Regions from separate parts of the Mus musculus genome. Here region 2 is linked to region 1. The links are chromatin contacts, called in public Hi-C maps. All regions are on one chromosome and are shown on one strand. The core of a region is the stretch at or near the end of the contact, and the rest is flanking DNA. Distances in the headings are between cores, read along the strand shown. Region 1 overlaps 4930550C17Rik (RIKEN cDNA 4930550C17 gene). Region 2 holds the start of Cxcl14 (chemokine (C-X-C motif) ligand 14).

Region 1 (4,914 bases), core at 2,050-4,549:
TGGTATCCCAAGTGCTATTTGTTGTCTGGTCTTCCTGTTTGTTTTACTTTGTCTTTGTGTCGTTCTTTGTCTTTGAATTTTTTGGGGGGAGGGGGGTGTAAGGTCTCATGTAGCCCAGGTTAACCTAGAACTTCTTAAGGAGCTAAGGCTGTCCTTGAACTCCTAAGTCTCTCCAGACTCCCAACCATCACTGCAAAGGTTAGCCATTGACTGTGACAGGTGTACTCAAAGTCCTCTGCATCAGAGGCATAGAGGGTGCTTGACTCCCCTCCCAAGTGCTGGGATCTCAGCCATCTGTCACCAGACCCAGCTTATTTTGAGAAAGCATCTCACTCAGCAGCCCGCTGTAATCTCCAGCTCATGCTTTTGTTTGTTTGCTTTTTGTTTTTTTGTGGGGTTTTGGGGTTTGTTTGTTTGTTTGTTTGTTTTTTGTTTTTTTTTTTTTTTTTTTTTTTTGATTTTCTGAGACAGGGTTTCTCTGTGTAGCCCTGGCTGTCTTGGAACTCACTCTGTAGACCAGGCTGGCCTCGAACTCAGAAATCCGCCTGCCTCTGCCTCCCAAGTGCTGGGATTAAAGGCGTACACTGCCACTGCCCTCCACTATGTTTCCTATTATGTATCCTAGGCCTTGGAAGTTGGGGCTTCTAATTTGATAAAGCCCAGCCACCTAACAGGATAGCATCTGTGGACCATCTGACAGCCTGGAGACCTGTATCCTAGTGCAGAGACACAGGGCCCTCCAGAGCTGCTGGGGCCAGTTCTATCTCTACTCCAGAACTCACGCTTCTTAGCTCTCTGGAACAGATGAGTGGGTCTCCAGAGCCCAGTCAGTGTTCAGTCATACCCCGTGGACCCTATGACCATTAAAACAGCCCTTCGATTTACTTACGTTGGAGTAATTGCTACTAGCTGGTTACTTTGTGGAGTGTGTAAAATAAGTCAATGTCTCCTCAATGAAGAGTCAATGCCAACCAGACAACCAGACAGAACCAGGTCAATGTGTAAATAAGACTTGTCACTTCAGGTGATTACATACAAGTACTCACTGCAAGGCCAGAGAGGAGCACGGAGAGAGGCCACCTCCTGGCATTTTCTAAACTCCACAGCCTCCTGTAGTGGTCCTACTCTGGGCCTTATTGCACCTTCTTTAACAACTATTTGGTGGTCCTAGGCGCCCCCAAGGACTCAGGAGCAGAGAGCACTTCTGAGGATCTTCTCTGGGTTCCTCTTGGCTGCCTCTCTGACAAGTTAGGAAATGACTTGTTAGGCCTTCATCCATCTTTTCACTAGTCTGTTGCCGCCCCTCTCCCTGCCGGTGACCCTAACTAGGCTGTCTCTGCCTCAGTTAAGTGGTCCCTAATTGCCAGGACCAAAGACCCGGGAGGCACCTGGCTGCCAGCAGCATGCTCACCTGCAGCGCTCTAAAATCTGGGTGGGCGGTGGACAACGAAGCAGCCCCCACCCAGATGCAGGAGAGGCGGGAGGCCCAGCTTCCCACCTGTCAATCAATGCCCAGCAGCTGCGCTCTGCGTAGCCGCTGCGCACTGCTCCTCGGAGGGAGATAAACATCATGGGGAAATCCAATCCAGCGCGGCTTCAGAGATAAACAGATGTGCGGGGCGCCACAGCTCAGGAGATAACGCCCCCCACCCCGCCCCATGAGCCCGCCCAGCCCTGCACCTGCCCCAGGCGACCTGGATGAGCCTCTTGGGAGAGAGGCTGCGGCCCTCTAACTCTGAGAAAAGAATCTCAAGAGCTGCGGGTGACGTTGGGGTTAGAGGAGAAAGAAGCTGCATTTGTAACAAACTCAGTAGACTGCATAGGGACACTGGCATGAACTACCAGGGTTCAAATCCTGGCTCTGCACTGTTGGCTAGACAACTCAACGTGGAGTCCTCATCACCCGGTCATGACCATTCAAAACACCTTCTCTGAGCAGTTAAATCTGGACTGGTGTTAAAATGTACCGCCTGCTCTTAGTGTGGGTTTGGGCTAGATAAAACTGATAGATAGCTAGATAAAACTTCGAGGCTGACAAAGCCATCGATGACACTGGAACGTGAAACCATTTGGGAGAATGAGGCAGATAGAAGATGTGGGTGTGAGGAGTCCTATCTGGAAAGGATTCTTCCCTACGCAGAATATCCCTCCCAAACTCATTCATTTATTCCCCTGACACTGAGAAACAATAGTGAAAAAGGACCTTGGTAAAGTTTATGGAAGCCTGAACTCTCCCTGAAGCCTAAAGACCCCTTTATTGGTGAGATCCTTGTGTTTTCCCTAGCTCCAGTGAACGGACTTTTTGGCTTAAGTATGAAGAGTTGATGCAGCTCCCGGACTGTGCCTGTGGTGTTGCCAGATTCCTGGCCCCGAGGCCGGAAGTTTTCTTGCATGAACCCTACTGGAAAGAAGGGCTGGGTTTAAGCTGGAAATGATGACCACTGGACCACACTTGGGGCACACCAGCTGAATCTCCATCTGTTCTGTTCTCCCTCATCTCCCTCTCTCCTCCCCCTTTCTCTTTTTCCCTCCCTCCCTCTCTCTTTTACTGGCAGGTCTTCTCTGCTCTGAAGGCCAGAAGTTCCCGCATCGCCTTCCATAGGGTCAAGTTGTACGACTCCTCCTAAACCAGAATTCTCTGCCGGTGAGATTAGAAGATGCCTGACCGACCCTAAGCAGGAGCTATCCCTGGGCTAGTCGAGTCTCCGAGCCTCCTCAAGGGGCCCAGCAAGGAGCACTCTGGCTAGCTCTCCTCGAGGATAGGAGTGCAGTGACACCCGTTGCGCACCCCAACTGCAAGTTTACTACTTCTGGTTCTTGTGGAAGTGTGATCCCACTTTTTTTCCGGTGTGGCGGGCACTCGCCCTTTCGTGCTAGCGTGACCATTACGCTAGCTAGGCCTTTGTGGACCTGAAAAGATCCGAAGTCTCTCAGAACGCCTCCCACAGCACTAGTCCCGCCGCTGTCTCCTCCAGGCCCCAGGTCTGGCGTCCCCAGAGCCATTGCACCCTCTGGCCGGTCCTCAACGCGCAGCAGCTGGAGTGTGTAGCACAAGCGGTGGCAGGCTCTGTCTGCCCCCACCCACTTCCAGCCAATGTGAAAAAATGCGTGCGGACCCTTTCCCTCCACTCGGAGGACGCTGGACTGGGAATAAAGTGCTATTGAGACCGGAAGAGGCCGCCTCTGTCTGCACAGCTTTGTGCGACGTTTTCGGAGACATTTGCATCTGTTTGCGCTTGGGTAAACGGCGCTAATAGCTCGGCCAGCCGTAGAAAGCCCGAAGATTGTTCCGTGTCTCCCTCCCCCTCCGGGCTCTGGCCCGGCGCTGGCCGATCAGTGCAGTGCGCCACCGGTGCACAGCCTAGGACTGCCAACCCCGTCCGGTTCAAAGATTGAGCGCCCTCGCCCTCGGCCCACTTTTAAACAATTGCCTTTAACAATGCAATTTTAAGCAGAAAATCGTCTAACTAGATTAAGCCTACATGGCACTTAAAAAAAAAAAAACCACCAAAAAACAAAAACAGGGCGTTAGACGAGTCCGCGTCGACAGAGGAGCGCGGTGCCTAACAGGATAGAAAAGTGTGAAATGCATGCAGAGGTGGAACAACCGGCAGGTGCCGGGCCTCCCTCTGGCCGGCCGGGGCTGGACAGCTCGCCTCGCCCCAGTCCCAAGGCTACAGACCGGACGCAGCTCCCTAGGGAGTGGGCGTGTGGGGCTGGGGGCCCATCCCAGCGACCCCCAACGTGCTCTGCTCGCCGGGTCTGCGGGCTCAGCTCTCCTGGCGCTGCAGCATCCTGCCCACCCCTAGTAGGGAGGGCACAGGGCAAGCTAGTGAGGACGGAACGCCCTCTCCACTCGCGAGACTGAGCAGACAGGCTCTTTTAATGGGATCGAAATCAAAGTCAGGCCTTAGAAAGCTCCATTGCTATGGTAGCAAAGTTCCCCTGAAAGCGACAAAGCCTGGAGTCGCCCCCACCCCTTCCCAGGCCTTGCCCTCGGTCCCCTCCCCACCTCCACCCCCACCCGGCGCTGCCTGGAGCCACGCTCGGAGCGCGCTCGGACGGGTTAATCACTGCAAAAACAAAGACATGAAAGACTCTCCAATTGGAGAGCCCTCCACTCCCTCCTCTCCGACCCAGGGGGAGGGGAGAGCCACACTGATGGAGTTTCCCCACCCAGCCCGAGAAGGCGCCGCAGCCTCAGTCGGGTGGGAGTCCCATCCCACCATCCCCAGGCGACGCCGCCCACACAATCTGGCACCTCCCGGAGGACTGATGGAGGTCGGCAGAGGGGATAGAGGAGATCAGGCGGTCTCCTACCCGACCCCACCCACCGCCACAACCCCACAAAACAGAAACACAAAGCCTCAGGATTTTTCTCGGAAGGATTTATGGAAATGTTTGAAACTGGAAAAAAAAAATTCTACAAATTAAAAAAAAGAAGAACCCACATAATTCAAATTAATCGACATTTAAGGAAAAATTGTAGTGTAAGGCTGTGTAATAGTCACATGTAAAACTTCTAGAATGCTATATAATTCAATGTAATGTGGGATCTAGACTATATATGTATACACATATTTAATACGATGTGATACTTAAAGGCTTAAATTACCTTAAAGGTTTCCTTTAAATCTCTCCTTGGAATTCAGGGGACCCTTTTCCAAGCCCTCTGAGGAAGACCAGCAGGGACTTCAAGCCCTGGAGAATTTGATGGGAGCAGGGCAGGGGCTTGTCTGTTCACAGACCAGGAAGGGCCTATCCTCCCCCCCCCCCCCCCCCCCCCCCCCGGCTGGTGGTCCCTGCCCTTAATTTCTACCTTCAGAGACAATGTGGCAATAACAGGAGAAGGTAGAGCCAGGCAGGAGTATTCCTGAAGTCTGAGGAGTCTTTAGCCAAGCATAAGGAAGACTG
Region 2 (5,337 bases), core at 2,815-5,314, 74 kb before region 1:
CAGGTATCCACCAACTTGGACTCGGTCACTGAAACCAAGTAGAAGTTAAGTATTTGTGAGACCCATTGTGTCATGGGTGGCAGCAGGGCTGTATGTTCTAGAGCAGGAGATTAGGGCTCTCTCTCACCTAAACATCTAGAGAGGACACAGAAACAGGATTGTGGCTAACACAAATGTCCTGTTTTGACCTTGTGTGAAAGGACTGCCTTTCCAGGCCTCAGTTTCCCTCTATGTACTATCAGGGTAGATGAGGACTGCTTGATTCCATCAGAGCAGAGAGACCCTCCTTCAAAGAAGGTCCGTCAGTCAGTCAGTCTTGGAGAGAGCTTCAGTGGGGGCGGGGGGGGAGAGGGAGGGGGGGAGAGAGGGAGATGGGGTGAGGAGAGAGGGAGGGGTGGGGAGAGAGGGAGGAGAGGGCGAGGGTGAGGGAGAGGGACTCCTTGTCTTCTAGTTTAAAGGGTTGGAAGGTAGCCGTGGCCAAGCCCCACCTCCCAGCAAACTAAGCAGTGACACCTGGGTAGAGAGCTACGACCTCCAGGAAAGCTAACCATTCTTCCTCCCAGCCACTGCTGTTTTGAAACAAATGCTGGAGACAAAACGGGCTTTCCCCAGACCTTCGTCTACCACAAACACCCCCTTCTCTGCTCCAGTGCATGCGAGTGCGCACACATTCTCATGCATAGCCTCTAACTGTACAGCCTAGGCTCAGCAATGTTCTCGGCACCTTACCTACTGTCTGAAGTATGCTCCTATCTACCCGATAGAGACAGAATGAGGCTGCATTATCTACTTTTCAATTGTGATAAGACACCAAGGCCAAGACAACTTAGACAAGGAAGGGCTTTTACTTGCCTTAAGGATCCAGAGAGATGAGGGTCCAGCGTAGCTGAGACACCGCAGCAAGCAACAATCTCAACAGCAGAAGCAGAGAACTCAGATCTCGCACCACAAGCACAGAGCAGAAAGCTGCCCCTGGAAATAAACCTGAGGTTTTTGCAACCTCAAAGCCCGACTCCCCCACCCCCCACCCAGTGATGCGCTTCCTCCAGCAAAGCCACACCCCCCTAAACCTATGCAAACAGCGCCACCAACTGGGGACCGAGTACTCAAACACCTGAGTCTGTGGGGGATATTTTCATTCAAACCACCTCAGAGGCTCACTGAAGATGTAGGTGGCTGAGAAGTTCCCCTACAGTACACCCACAACGAACATGAAAGCAACGCTGTCTGCCATGGTAGCGAGCGCTGTGCCTAAAAATGGTCATGGCACAGAGAGCAACTGCAACTGGGCTGCCAGAGAACTTGGAGTGCTTGAGTCTGAGGGGTGGACATGAGCAGGGAGGATGAGGAGGGTGAGGGCAGGAGGGCGTAGATCCCCAGCTGGGAACACTGCAGCCGGAGAGATAAGGCAAGGCAGGGTCTCCAAGGCAGGGGGAAGGATGATGGCTGGCCATAGAGAATAGTCACTGTTGGGCACTCAGCCAGGGCTCTGAGGTAGGAATGGCCTTCTTCCCGTCGGCCATCTTATCCTCCGCAGCCAGCCCAGCTGGTGATCGCTTCATCTGGAAAGGCTTCCCTACTTCTGCCCAGAATCACATCACACACACGGTACTAGCTTCTTTGTGGTGTCTACCTCTGAGGAATTTACACAGTTATCTCACAATTGTGGTGGGCGCTTAGACCCTCTCCTGGGAACAGGTAAGTCCCCAGTGCCTGCACTGAGCCTGGCCCATAGCCGGTGCTCAGCGAGTGTAAAAAGAAAAAGGTAACCAAATTCTCAGGTGTAGTTTCCTCCCTGTGATGGCTATTCTCCGTTGTCAACTTGACTACATCTGGAATTAATTAAAAACCCAAACAGCTAGGAATAGCTGTGAGTGATTTTTTAGTTAATTGGATCATTTGCGGTAGGAAGACACATCTTAAATCCAGATCATTTGGGGTCAGAAGACCCGGCCTAAATCTGGGCCACGCCCTCTCATGGCAGCCTACATAAAAGACATGGAAGAAAGGCGCTTTTGCCTTCGGCCTGCTTTTCTCACGGCCAAGTTATAACCTGCTGCTGAGGCAGGTATTAGAGCCTTCTTTGGGATTCTGATGAGTACTAAAGATTAGCTGAGACATCCAGCCTCACAGACTGAACAGCGATTGGCTTCTCGGGCTTTCCATTGGGAGACAGCCATTGTTAGACTTTCTTCCTCGCTGTGCTGGAAGTACCATTATCATCCCCTCTCACAGAAGAGGACGACTAAGGCATAAGAGTCATTTGCTCAAAGTCACATGCAGATCAACTGATGTCAGACACAGACTTCTTGGTTTTGAATAACATCATTTTTTTAAAGAGACATGAAGAATGCTACAACAGGCAGATCATCACACCAGACGTACAGGGGCTCTTAGCTGTGCGCATGCATTCAAGCTCCAAAGGTGGTGCTGTTTTCATCTTGGTGCAGACCTCTGAGTGGATAAAACTGCCAGTTTTCTTATATTTCTGAAATAAACCCATGCTGCTATACATGAAACAATTTTTAATCTTTTTAAAAATATATGTACTTTTATTGTGTATAAATTGGTGTTCTGCCTGCAGGTATGTCTGTGTGAGGGTGTCAGATCCCCAGGAACTGGAATTACAGACAATTGTCGGGGCTGGGAATTAAACCTGGGTCTAGCCCAAATTTTAATCTTTTAGTGTAATAAATGGCAAAAATTATCTTGCATTCCCTCTGCTGAGCCCAGTGTCCCAATGCCATTGTGACTTTAAGGACAGGTGAAATGGCGGGTGTGGGTTCTGCTTGCTCTTTAAGCACAGCTTCCCCTAGAGGCACACAGAAGAGAAGAAAAGAGAAAGTACAGATTCTGCAGTTAGCCAACTACCACTCCCCCACCCACCCAGAAGCCCCTCTGGGTACTCGCACCCCTAGGAGCTTCCAGGCTAACAACACAGCAAGGTGCAAACCATAGTCTGGGAGCCAAGGCTAGCCCTCTGTGAGCCTAAGATACCTGGACCCTGTCACTGGGTCAAAGCAGCACTTCACCAGAATGCAGGGGCTTGAAGACAGTAGAGTGGTCCTACTCTGCAGTCACATATCCATAGGCCCTCCTGGCTTAGTCACCTGCTTCCTGGTTCTAAAACCTTGGGTGAGATGTTTCTTCCTCACTGTGCCTGTTTCTGCCCTGGCGAATGAACAACTTAAAAGTACCAATTTGAGGGAAGTTGCCCCAGTCAAAGTGACGAATAAAATATATACACAAAATGATGCCCCTAAGTACCATCGTCTGAGCATGGTGTCCTGCATCCTGACAACTGCTCTGTATGATCGTATGTCCTTCTCACAGGTGCCTTGGATGGGCACTATGACAACCCACAGGTTTACAGAGAGTAAACGGAAGCCGTTTAATGGAGAGCCGTGTGCTGGCGAATAGAGGGGTAGGGTGGAATTACATCCACCACCGTCTGGTGCAATGTTCACAAGGTGGGGCGGCCTCCCTCCTGTTACCATGGTCATAGCTGCCTACTGAGCTCTACCTGGCCCTACAGATTCTTATGAATGTATATGACAAGTACCCCGGTTTCTTCACAGCCCCTAGATAGTCACACATGAACATCATACTATAGACCCCTCCTAGGAGTTGCTTAGCCCTCACCACTTGTCACCCCCCAGTCTGCGAAGCAGTGACTTGATCAAAGACTTAACCTGTGATGAGCCCCTAATCCCACCTGGCCTTGAGCTTGGACCACGAGCCCAGCAAGCACAATAGAGCCCAACACCGCAGGGGGCGGGCCTGCTGGCATTCTCACTTGGCACCTGCTTGAAAACTCTAGGATTTGAGCCAAGCCTGGGTCTCTCGGTGGCTTCGGACAGTAAACCTGTGTGTTCTGAGAAGTGTCCACAGGAAACAGAAAAGCAGCACCCTTCAGCAGGCCGTGCTCCCGCCTGACCTTCTTCCAAGGCACTGAGGTATGGGTGTGCAAGCGTAAAGGCGGGCGTGCTGTGGAGCGAGAGGGTAGCGGATGTGAGTGTGTCCGTGTGTGCGCGCGTGGCTCCGAGTGTGCGCCGCTGGGATCGCGATGGGTCCGGGGCGGGCGGCAGGGCGGTCTGGGAGATCTCCTCCCCCCACCACATTGAGAAATCTCAGTGAGTCACCGAGTGGTTCTGCATATTAATGAGCTCGCTCTCCGAGAGGGCAGGAGCGAATTTAAAAGAGGCCAGGGTGGGCGGAGGGAAGCTGTGGGGAGATCGCAGCACCCAGCGCCAAGCGCAGCGCGGCACCGCGACAGACGGCAGGAGCACCCATCGACGGGCGTAGCTGGAGCGAGCCGAGCAGAGCAGAGAGAGGCGTGCTTGAAACCGAGAACCAAGCCGGGCGGCATCCCCCGGCCGCCGCACGCACAGGCCGGCGCCCTCCTTGCCTCCCTGCTCCCCACCGCGCCCCTCCGGCCAGCATGAGGCTCCTGGCGGCCGCGCTGCTCCTGCTGCTCCTGGCGCTGTGCGCCTCGCGCGTGGACGGTGAGTGCCGCGAGGGCCCTCTGTCGCGGTCCTGCCCCGTCCTAGGGACCCCAAGCACCACCTAGGCATCCTGGAACCCGGGGCGGGGGGTGGGGGGGTGGATCCCGGGCGGACACCTTGGGCGGTCGCGGAGACCTGTACGGCGGCGACTCAGCAGCCCGGCCGCGCTCTTCCGCAGGGTCCAAGTGTAAGTGTTCCCGGAAGGGGCCCAAGATCCGCTACAGCGACGTGAAGAAGCTGGAAATGAAGCCAAAGTACCCACACTGCGAGGAGAAGATGGTTATGTGAGTTCTGGGGTAGCATATCCTGTGGAGGAGCCCAACCTAGGGTTAGATCGGACTGATAACAGCCTTTCTCTCTGCCTTTGACAAGACCGACTGGCAAGTCCTGGGGACATTGCCTGAGAGTCTGCGGAAAGGGGATGAGGGTGTCTTTGGCCGGTCCCTCTGAGCCTGTCCTTGTTAGGATTCAAAGTGGCAGGCGAGGTTTATTGTAGGCTAGTTAGTGGTTCTGGTGCGCCCGCTTAGAACATCCATCTTCACCAGATCCACTCGGGACACGCACCCGGCCTGTTGGGCCGGCTGGGCTGCCTTCCTCTTACTGAAGAGAGAAGTTAACTTTTCCTTTCAGCGCCCCACGGGTGGACACTTTGGGGCTCCCAGGGCTTTCAATGTGAGAATGCTCCTGTCTCTTCTGCCTTGTGGGTCCGTGCATCTGAACAATGTTGGAGAAAGGGCTCTGCTGGGGTTAATGTGCCATGCCACCACCGCAGCCTGCTTAGTGGGGATGCCGGCAAAGTCTTAAAAACTGGGGCAGAGAGAGAACACTGAGT

Evidence for each region. A called contact is a pair of places that touch in the nucleus more often than the background predicts.
Region 2: a Hi-C map of forebrain shows a contact between it and region 1, with 2.5 times the contacts expected there. The contact joins the promoter of Cxcl14 here to the enhancer-like site in region 1. A contact is called at or near these places in 3 of 484 Hi-C or Micro-C datasets (embryonic stem cells and forebrain), 2 of 115 datasets of contacts at active chromatin or transcription factors (both in embryonic stem cells) and 2 of 9 other capture datasets (adipose tissue and pancreatic islet).

The regions. Positions count from the first base shown.
Region 1 is chr13:56,220,481-56,225,394 of GRCm38.p6, reverse strand. It overlaps 4930550C17Rik (RIKEN cDNA 4930550C17 gene), which reads left to right. Exons shown (of 5, transcript NR_131023.1): 5 at 2,285-3,171. Among named protein-coding and RNA genes, the nearest start is that of 4930550C17Rik, 21 kb to the left of the region's middle. Within about 2 kb of position 3,299, at least 75 of the 459 cell types and tissues checked have an H3K27ac peak or open chromatin away from gene starts, as enhancers often do. A contact at or near this core is called in forebrain, where this site is marked.
Region 2 is chr13:56,295,278-56,300,614 of GRCm38.p6, reverse strand. It overlaps Cxcl14 (chemokine (C-X-C motif) ligand 14), which reads left to right and starts at 4,064. Exons shown (of 4, transcript NM_019568.2): 1 at 4,064-4,505; 2 at 4,684-4,789. The coding sequence starts at 4,442.